2 separate regions of the Gossypium hirsutum genome follow, and region 1 is linked to region 2. The links are chromatin contacts, called in public Hi-C maps. All regions are on one chromosome and are shown on one strand. Each heading gives the region's core, a stretch centred on a gene start, on an enhancer-like site or on the middle of the called end of the contact. The rest is flanking DNA. Distances are from core to core; before and after follow the strand shown.

Region 1 (5,077 bases), core at 793-3,292, 400 kb after region 2:
TTTACTAAACGCTTCCCCAATCACTTTCATTACACTCTTTCTACTATCTGAACCCCAATAATTCGGATCTTCAATCATTGTTGTTTGATTATAACAGTTTTCACCTGGTTCACCTCCCCAATCTATACCCCTATCAAAAGAACAAATGAACGATCCAACACAAATTAATTTAACAGAAAAAATTCGATAATTCGAAACTTTAAATTATATAATTACTTTGCATGAGTAGGGGACATGCTAGTGAAAAAAACCCTAGTCTTCTTGCGATCCATATTTTTTCTCGCCCATCTCAACATGCTTCTCATTCCCATTCCATAGGCTTCCTCAGTTGAAACCTTTATTATTTCTTTATTCTCGTCCTCAAACGATCCTTTCCTGCTCAAAAATATATAATAAATATTTTTATTCGAAACATTTCTGATATTATATTTTTAATTTTTTTTAAAATATATTAAAAAATTAAATACATCCATATCCGACACCTACAAGACTTTCATGTCCAGTCCAGTCATCCACCACAAATAGGTATTGAAAACCAAGATATCAACCCCTTTCCAATTCTTGCCATGCTTATTGATCGAACCTTTCCTCACTATTCTATCCGATATCCTATGAACAATCGCATTATCTGAGTTCGATTCAAGGAGAAATGGAGCCCAGTAGAACTCAATGCTCGTATTATAATCCTTAAAAACGAAAAAATAATATTTGAACATCAATGGAGATTTTAACTTAAAAAAATATTGATCATAAATTAAATTAAATTACGTACCCTGGCTTTGAAAACTGTGAGGGAACCATTTTTATGAGTTTTCATGGATTTTTGGTCATCAGGGATGAGTTTATGAAGAAGACATATCATTGATACAAATTGACCACGGTTCAATGAGTCACCAACAAACATCATTTTCTTCCCTCTCAGTGTTTCCAACATCAATGTCGCATTGAAGCTGTTCATTCTATAATAATTATTCTCAGGCTATGTATCGGAAGTAAAAGTATCATTGAAGTTTTTATATTAAAAGTTAAATTGTATTTTGTCTATTATATTTAAAAAATAAATAAATTAATTTCTATATGTTAAATCAAAAAAGTAAATGGGTTATTTGTATTTAAAATTTCATTCATTTCTACTATAAAAATAAACGTAGTTGACGAGCGCCACGTGTATATCATCCTACCATACAGGGTCAATTTTTAATAGAATGATTCATTTGCTATTTAATTTAACATATAAGAATTAATTTAATCAATTTTTTGAATGAAAAATGCAATATTAAATTTACCTGTTAGTAGAAGGGTCTTTATATTACTTTCACAGTATAGTATATAAAATAAAACATTAAAATATGAATAATTTGTTTTTACCTAGGAAGATCGCATCCATGAGGTTGCCATCGCCATTTCTGATAGTCTTTATCAGGTCTTCCATGTTCTTGACATGTCAACTGGGGTTGAATGTACGGACACTCCGATTCTTCATAGAGAGGCCGAGTTAACTCGTCCCTCACCCACCTCCCACTGAATATATCACATCCTTCTTCGCCCTTCCCTATAGCGAATGCCAACTTCCCTCTTCTTTTCACTAACCCCAACAACCCCAATTCCCAAGTTAAATCCAAACAACATAAAAATAAAAAACAAAGCTTGACTCGTTTGACTGAGTTGAGTTAACTCACCAGGTTTAGACATGGCTCGGCCTGGAATTGGTTCAAGTTGTCCAAGAATGCACATGAAATCTTCTCCATAAAGAATAGAAACGAAAACAATGAAAGCTAACAACGTAAAGAGGTAGGGAGAGAGTCGAGCTTTTCTAAGAACAGCAGAGGAAGAAGACGACAATGGTGGTTTCATATCTTTGTTTCTTTAAAATTAAACCCAAAAATCTGTATTTTTTTTTACCTTAAATTTGTGTGTGAATTCTAATTATTTACAAGGGTTTAGGAATGTTGAGATTGGATTCATGAATTAATATATAGAGAGAACTATGCAAAGGTTTACTTCCACTACTGTTTCAGCAATTTAATAGGTTCATGTGTTCTCATTCTGAAATTTTAATTTTATCATTCAAATTCGTATATTTATAATTCTAATAATTTTATTTAAATAGAAATTCGATATAAACCCGAGAAAAAAATAATTATTATAATTATTATTCAATATTATTAGCATTTATATATATAATTTCTTTATTATTTTTGGTTACATAAAGTACCGTTGTGTTGTTGAATAATGATGCATAATTTGCAGCTAGAAAATGATTGTTTAGCCCCTACATTAATCAAACTATATGATTTGTCTTAATAAGTTCATCATAGATATTGAGGGGGAAATAGGTTTTCTTAATTTTTATTTTTATTTTCATTTTCATTAATTACATGTTTTGTAGATCTACTCAAGTGATTTATTTTTTTTCTCTTAAAGAAAATAAAAAAGAGTGGTAGTGGGCAGTAAATGGTGTAATGGAGAAGCTATAATTTTCCATTGGCTTTTAAGCTAAGGATTGTCCCTAAAATGTAAAAGATGCCATATCATTATCCTACTTTAGTGACATGGATATGCAATTTCTATCTTCATAATTATATTTAAAATTTTAGATAAATAATTAATTCTTGAAATATTTAAACATATATATATATATATGTCATGTCATTTTTAATGTTATTTATTTAACTTAACCTTTGCTATTGTATTTAATATTAAAAGAAAAAAAAATAAAGGTGATGGTGATGGTGATTTAATAAACTAAGGTTGCTTTGTTTTAAGAAATTTAGCATTTAGGTGAGGATTTGGTGACATTTTACATTATTTTTATATGCTTTTATTATAATGTCTACTCTTTAACAATAAAATAAAGCAGCAGTTAGCTGTTTTGTTGTACACCTTGGATGATGCAATGCATCACCTAAATCATTTCCATATATTTTTGTTTCTATTAAATTGTCTACTGAATTTTAGTTTGACTGATATTATTATTAAATACAAAAAAAATATGGACTCGAGCATGTTGAAACACATTTTTCCTTTTATTCAGTTATGTATAGTTTTATACATGGTATAAAAAAATAATTAATAAATTGAGATTAAAAATATGATGTGATAGAATTAAAATACAAGACACCATCCAATGTGCAAGTTAATCACTTTAAAATATAATTAATAAATTAAATAATAAATTATGCAATAAAATATATTCCTCTGTATATAAATGATAAATTTTATAAATAATTCTTGAAAAGTATTAAATTATGTCAAAAATTAAATATAGAGATAAAATCTTGAATTTAAGCGTAATATAGGGACTAAAACTAAATTTGATTATCGTTATATAATCTAAAAAGAGAAATGAAAGGATCAAAACTGAAATTAAACAAATTTGAGTGTAGTATAGAGATTGAAATAGAAATTTAACCATTATTACATAAAGTAAGAAAAGTAAAAGGATCATAATTGCAAGTGAACCATTATACCATAAATCATATTAAAAAAAAAACAAGTTGGATGATTTTATGCATGCTACACCTCACCTGTCTATAAAATTATCACTATATTTTTCAATTTATTCATACTTTTTCTTATATATATAATTTTGGGCCGAGTTTAATTTTTTAAAAAGAAAATTATATTCTTATTATTTTTAAAAAATGAAGAAAAATGTGAACGAAACGATTAAAGGCCCCAAGACCAGATGATTAGCCTACCAATTTTTTCAAGCTATTTGAGACTCCCAGATTCATGAAGATGCTTAAAGAAAACTTCACAGTCATGTCAACAAATCTCTTGGTAGGTACTTGGGATTTAATATGAAGCATATTTCTTCTAAAAGCTCATTTTTTCAATCTACCATTAATACGCTGAATATCAAGCTCTAAGGATGGAAGTCCAAATTGCTCTCTCCTCGTTGTAGGTTGACTATGATTTTCTCTGTAGGTACCTAAATTTACCCGGGCCCATAATTGCTAATCAGCCCAGACCCAAAAAAGAAATATAAACTAAAACCCAATTACAAGGACAGCCCGATAGGCCCAAAATCAAGCCAATCTTGGCAAACCGAAACCCTAGTCTCCTCCCCTGGCGCTGTACCCTTCCCATGTGCGCCCTCGGCATGCACGACGCCCAAGGGCCGACTTTGCCTTCAACCTTACACCAAAATGGCATGCTTTCACTGCCGTTGACCCCCCTAGGCCTGCAAAACAGAAGCAAAAGAGAGCAAAGCAGCAGAAGCAAAAGGAAATAGTAACAAACAGTAGAAAAATCTTTGTATTCGGCTATAAGAAAAGCCTGGAACAAACAATTTTTTTACACAGACTATTAAGGAAAAAGAGCAAAATACAAGCAAAGGTTGATTCCAATCTCGTTTTCGACTCGTTCTTCATATTTTATTTATGCTTTCATTTTTTTATTTTTCATTTTTATTTTTTTAATCATAAATCTATTTTAAACAAAATAAAAAGGGAGTAAAAACTCACCGAAACCGCCCCGTGACCGCTTCGTCGGAGGGCTTTTCGTCGTTGTCGCGTTCGAACCCAAAAGGGGGTGCGAACCATTATCCTTGCGCTTCCGAGGATTGATGGTGTTATAACCTTCAAACGCGCCTTGAAACGGGGCTTAATGCCCACCCTTGTGCACTGTCGGCCGCCGGGTACAGTGGTGGCACGATAGATGGAGATTTGGGTGTCCCCTTTGGCCGGCTACAAGGAGAGAAGGGAGAGAGTTAGGGGAATCTCAGATTTTTTTTTAGAGAGGAGGTTGCAAATGAAAATTTCTGAAAAAAATGGGCTTAAATGCAACCCTGGAAACGATGCCGTTTTTGGGTGGTAGTCCAGGTGCCAAAATGGCACCGTTTTGGCCAACCCGTTTTCGACCCGACCCGCTCCATGCCAAGACCCGAGCGTTTCCGCTTTAATGGGTTATTTTGGATTCGATCCCTTCACTTTTGTGGTCTGTCGCAATTCAGCCTTATTTCCTTTTCTTTTCTTTTGATTTTTACCCTGTAATTCTTGAAATGTTCAGATTCGGTCGCTATTGAAGTTATGCGTTTTGGGGGACGGGGATATTGCCCCATTTGGTCCCCCAT
Region 2 (5,007 bases), core at 1,498-3,997:
TAGAAATGAAGTAATAATAAAAAACAGCCTAAAACAAATAATAAGATAATTTTAAATAAACAATATGTACATAAAAGTTTTAAAATAAATACTATAAAAGCAATCTAAAGTAAATAATACAAAACAATTTAAAATCATTAATAAAATGTCTAAAATAAATAATACGTAAAAAAATTAAAATAAATAATATACATAAAATAAAAACAGTTTAACATAAATAATGTATATAAAAAAATAATGTATAAAGAGTTTAAGATAAACAACATAAAAATTTGAAAATAAATAATTCATATAAAAAGGAAGTTTAAGAATAAACATTATATGAATTTATAATAATAAATAGTTCAAAAATAATATATAAAAAGAATTTAAGATAAATAAATAAATAAAACAATATGAAGTAATTAATATATATAAAATAATTCAAAATGACATGTATTAGAAAACAGTTTAAAATAAATATTATATAAAAATTTAAAGTAAGTAATATATAAAATAGTTAAAAATAACACAAAAAATATATTTAAAATAAACAATACAAAACAGTTTAAAATAACTAATATAAAAGGTTTAAAATAAATAATATATAAAATAGTTTAAACTACATAATGTATATAAATTTAAAATATATAATATGTAAAAGTTTAAAATAAATAATGTATATAAAAAATTAAAATAAATAATATGTAAAATAATTTAAAATAGTATATAATGAAACAGGTCAGGGATTGAATTGAAGTCGAAGTAAAAATATGGGGCAAAAATTATAAATAATGAAAAAAGGCCACCAAGGACCAAAATGAATCACGCTGAAATGACGAGGGACTAGCTAGGAAATATTTCCAGCCTTTATTCGTATCATTTCAGTAGGGACTGAAATGAAATCAGAAGAAAATTATCCGGCCAGATTTTAAAAAAATAAAGAAAGTGAAAGAAAGGGTGAAATTGCAGCGCGCACAAAGGTGGAGGGACCTCGCGCATAAATATCCCAATAATGGGAAACACGCGGATCCCCCCTGAGTACGGGTCGGATTCGGGTCGACCTTTCCCAAAACGACGCGTTTTGCACCTGGGAAGGCCACCCAAAATGCTGCCGTTTTTTGTGCTTTCTATTAAAGCAATTTTTTTTTCTCTTCATTTCTGCACTCCTTTTTTAAAAAACAGAGAGTTCTTTCTTTTCTTTTTTTTACTCTCTCCCTCTCCCTTTTAAAACTCTCCTCCACATTCGGCCTATAAGGCTGCTTGGTGGTCCGTTACAACCGTTGGCCGACGACGGCGGTGGAGCGCAACCCAGGTACGCCCTTTTCCTCTCTTTTTTTTTAAATCTATGCATTTTTTTATTAAAATAGATTTTTTAAAAGAAGGAAGTAAATGAATAAACATAAAAAACAAAGATAAACAGAAAATGAAAGAAAGAAAAAAAAGAAAAAGAACAAACCAAAACCTTTTAAAACTTCCGTTTTAGTTCTTTTCTGATTTTTAGTGTGTGTAAAAAGTTTTTGTAAAAAACAGAAAAAGAAGCTACAATGAGAAGGTTGTGGCTTTTAAAGCCAAGTTACAAGACTTTTCTTTTCTATTTTTTTTTTGTCTTTTTGCTCTTGTTTCTTCTACTACTTGTGTGTGCCTTTTTTGCTTGCGAGTTGCAGGTGGTTGTCAGAGGCGTGCGATGCAGGTGATAGGCGAGCCGAGTGGCGGTGGTGGCGCGCATGAGGGGCTAAGCGGCGGCTGCAATGCTAGGGTTCCTTCACTTCTTTTTTTCTGCTGAAAATGTTTTGGGTTAATAAGGCTAGGGTTTAGGTTATTTGGGCCTGTTGGGCTTGTTGGGTTTTGATTGGGCTATTGGGTTTAATATGTAAGTAGACATTAATTTTGGGCTATTTAATTATTTGTTTAGGTTTATTGTTTTTTTTTGTTTTGTTGACTTGGGCCAAAATTGGCTATTACAATACACTTTGAAGCTTTCGCTAATTTCTCATAAATTCATTTTTTTTATCCTTATGCACTGACAATGTCCCATAGATGTAGGAAGTTTTTTAACTATGGAGACTTTGTTCTGGTGTCCATCTCGTTTTTCTTATTAGTAGTTACTTTATTAGTTGCAACTAAGCAAATAGTTGATAAGAAAAAATCAAGTAACTTTCAAGTTATTACATTAGAAATAAAAATACTTATAAAACTTTAGAATCATATAAATCCATCTAAGATTGCTCGACCTAAACCAATACAAATCTAAAATAATCTGAGCACAAAATATTTGAATTTAAGAGGGTTTGAGAATAATAAAATTTAAGCCTGAAAAAGACCAAGCTCAAAAAATTCCCATCCTAAATTAATTTAAACCCAAAATAATGTAAATTTAAAGAAAACTCAATTTGAACCCATTCAAACATGTTTGCCACCACTCCTTTTTCCCATTTTGAAATGAAGAACAAATTTTAATGTAACTTTAATGGCTACAATATCTTACAAATTCCTCTATTTTAGAGATCATATCAATTTTTTATTTTTATTTGCAATTCAATTTCAAATAATAAAAAATTGGACTATAAAAGCTTCTAAAATATGAAGTTTAATAAAAATTAAATAATATTTTTAAATAGTAAAATGTGAATTCTATTAAAATTTGGTCTTATACAAGAATTAAATTAATGTTTTTAATAGTAAAAAACGTAATTTGATAAAATTCCAATAATAAAATTAGCTGGTAATTACTTTTTCCAAATTTAATCACCATTGAGATATTTTTTAAAATAAAAAGGATAAATGAGAGGGAGAGAAGTGATTAAAAGGGCTATTTTTCATCCTTATGTTGAACTATGGTTGAATAATTAGAAGAGATGAGTGATAGATTATGTTGAGCGAAAACCATTTATTTTAGTGACCTAGCTTGAAGGACAACCTCCCAATCAAAATTGTGGAATTCCAAAAAAAGAGGCTCACCATCCACTCCTACTTTTTGTACCTTTAGATTCTTGCTGCTTAGTTCCCATTTCTTTCTTCCATCGGATTCCTTGATCGAGAAGCAGCAATTGAAGCATGGAAGGGGGATTAACTCATGATGCAATCAAGATTGGTAAAAACCTGACCATTCTTTGCATAAACAACTCATTTAAGAAAATCCCAGCAAAGAGTATATGGCTCAGTGGTAACCCTCTCGTCAGCCCCACCACTCTTCTCATGTTTCAGCTCTCTAGCATTTCAACGGTCTCACTTCTCATCAATGTTTGTTTCAAGCCTTTAGGACAATCATCCTTAGTCTCGCAGATTTTTGTATGTTATTTTTCTTTTCAATTCTAACATTAAGTTACTTAAATGTATCATATACTTATTTACTTACATTTATAATTAACATCAGGTTCTAAACACTTGTGTTAACCAAAAACCCAGGGTGGAATGATATTTGGCCCATCAATTCTTGGCCACAGCCAAGACGTAGCCGACACCGTTTTCCCGATCCATAGCCGAGCTATAATGGATGTGTTCTCAGGATTCGGCATTATGTTCTTCTTCTTCGAAGTTGGAGTAAAGATTGACCCGTACCTGATGGTGTGTCCGGGACGAATGGCTGCAGTTATAGGCGCTTCGGCTCTCATCATTACGACGGGTCTTTCAATTGGACTTGCTGTTTTCTTAAAGACGTCCGTCACCATGAGTACCTCCCTCCAGAACTCGTTGATACTTGTAGCATCATCTCAATCTTTAACAGCTTTCCCTGTAATTTCTACACTGCTAGACGAGCTCAAGATTATAAACACTGATGTCGGTCGAATTGCTCTCTCTTCCTCCATGTTTTCCTTTTTAATCGGTTTTTCGACGACTTCGATTCTTTTCTCCATCAAACAAGCCAATTCCCATCATATTTACAGTTTTCTACCACCCTTTCTTTCCGTAGTTGCATTTGTAGCCACCAACTTTTTAATTCTTCGTCCCAAGTTAAAGAAGATGTTTACTCAAGCAGTGGGTCCAAAATCTATTGATGAGAAGACCATAGCATCTATATTCATCCTAGTCATGGTGTCGGCATTCATTAGCGAGGTAATCGGGCAGCATTACATCTTCGGACCATTACTTTTAGGCCTGGCTGTGCCTGATGGACCGCCTTTAGGCGCAGCTATATCGTCCAAGCTAGCTTCTCTCGGGTTAGCCTTTTTCTATCCAGCCTACTGCGCTGTCACCGGCCTGCAAACAAATGTCTTCGACGTCGATTTAGAAACTTACTACATTATCGGGATCATCATCATCTTTACTTTCGTTGTCAAGCTTATAGCAGTGATATTACCAGCTCTCTGCTTCAATTTGCCCATCAAAGAAGCAGTTGTGCTTGCACTGATTCTAAACGCAAGAGGCATTGTTGAACTTACTTTCGTCAATCTTTGGAAGGACGGAAAGGTTCGTTATAGACCCTTAGTTTTCACTACTTAATGATTTTAACATCCTTTAAGTTAACCTAAAGCGTCCGTTTTTTCGATTGCAGCAAATCGGAAATCAATCATTTACACTGGTAACGGTCTCGGTATTGGTAGTGACCGCGATTATAACTCCGTTGGTACGAATGTTGTATGATCCGACGAAGCAATGTGTTTCAGAAAAGAGGAGTACCATCCATCATTCCAACAGTAATTTAGAGTTTCGTATCCTGGTTTGCATCCATAACCCTGAAAATATCCCAACAATAATGAACATCCTTGAAGTAACCCATGCCAGTGAAATGAACCCCGTTGCGGTCACAGCTATGGTCCTAATTGAACTTGTGGGAAGATCAACCCCGGTCCTCGTACGGACTGACAAGCATCGCGGAGAAACGCCATTGTTGGCAGACCAAGTACTCAATTCCCTGATCCAGTACGAGGCACGCAATGAAGGCTGCACCACTGTTCAATCATACACATCAATGTCACAATTTCAGACAATGCACGATGATATCTGTCGTATAGCAATCGACAAGCGTGCCAACGTATTGATCCTGCCTTTCCACAAGAAATGGGCTATAAGTGGGAAGATCGAGTC

What was found. A called contact is a pair of places that touch in the nucleus more often than the background predicts.
Region 1: a Hi-C map of leaf shows a contact between it and region 2, with 1.9 times the contacts expected there. The contact joins the promoter of LOC107962124 here to the promoter of LOC107962134 in region 2. A contact is called at or near these places in 2 of 34 Hi-C or Micro-C datasets (both in leaf).

What each region holds. Positions count from the first base shown.
Region 1 is chrA06:120,476,076-120,481,152 of Gossypium_hirsutum_v2.1, forward strand. It overlaps LOC107962124 (protein trichome birefringence-like 33), which reads right to left and starts at 2,043. Exons shown (of 6, transcript XM_016898368.2): 1 at 1,680-2,043; 2 at 1,369-1,585; 3 at 773-950; 4 at 487-686; 5 at 217-375; 6 at 1-130. The coding sequence starts at 1,854. LOC107962123 (a long non-coding RNA gene) reads right to left here and starts at 4,755. Exons shown (of 2, transcript XR_001701521.2): 1 at 4,470-4,755; 2 at 3,769-4,186.
Region 2 is chrA06:120,079,232-120,084,238 of Gossypium_hirsutum_v2.1, forward strand. It overlaps LOC107962134 (cation/H(+) antiporter 15), which reads left to right and starts at 2,748. Exons shown (of 3, transcript XM_041116028.1): 1 at 2,748-3,270; 2 at 3,388-4,389; 3 at 4,475-5,007. The coding sequence starts at 3,037. LOC107962135 (a long non-coding RNA gene) reads left to right here and starts at 959. Exons shown (of 2, transcript XR_001701522.2): 1 at 959-1,294; 2 at 1,647-1,968.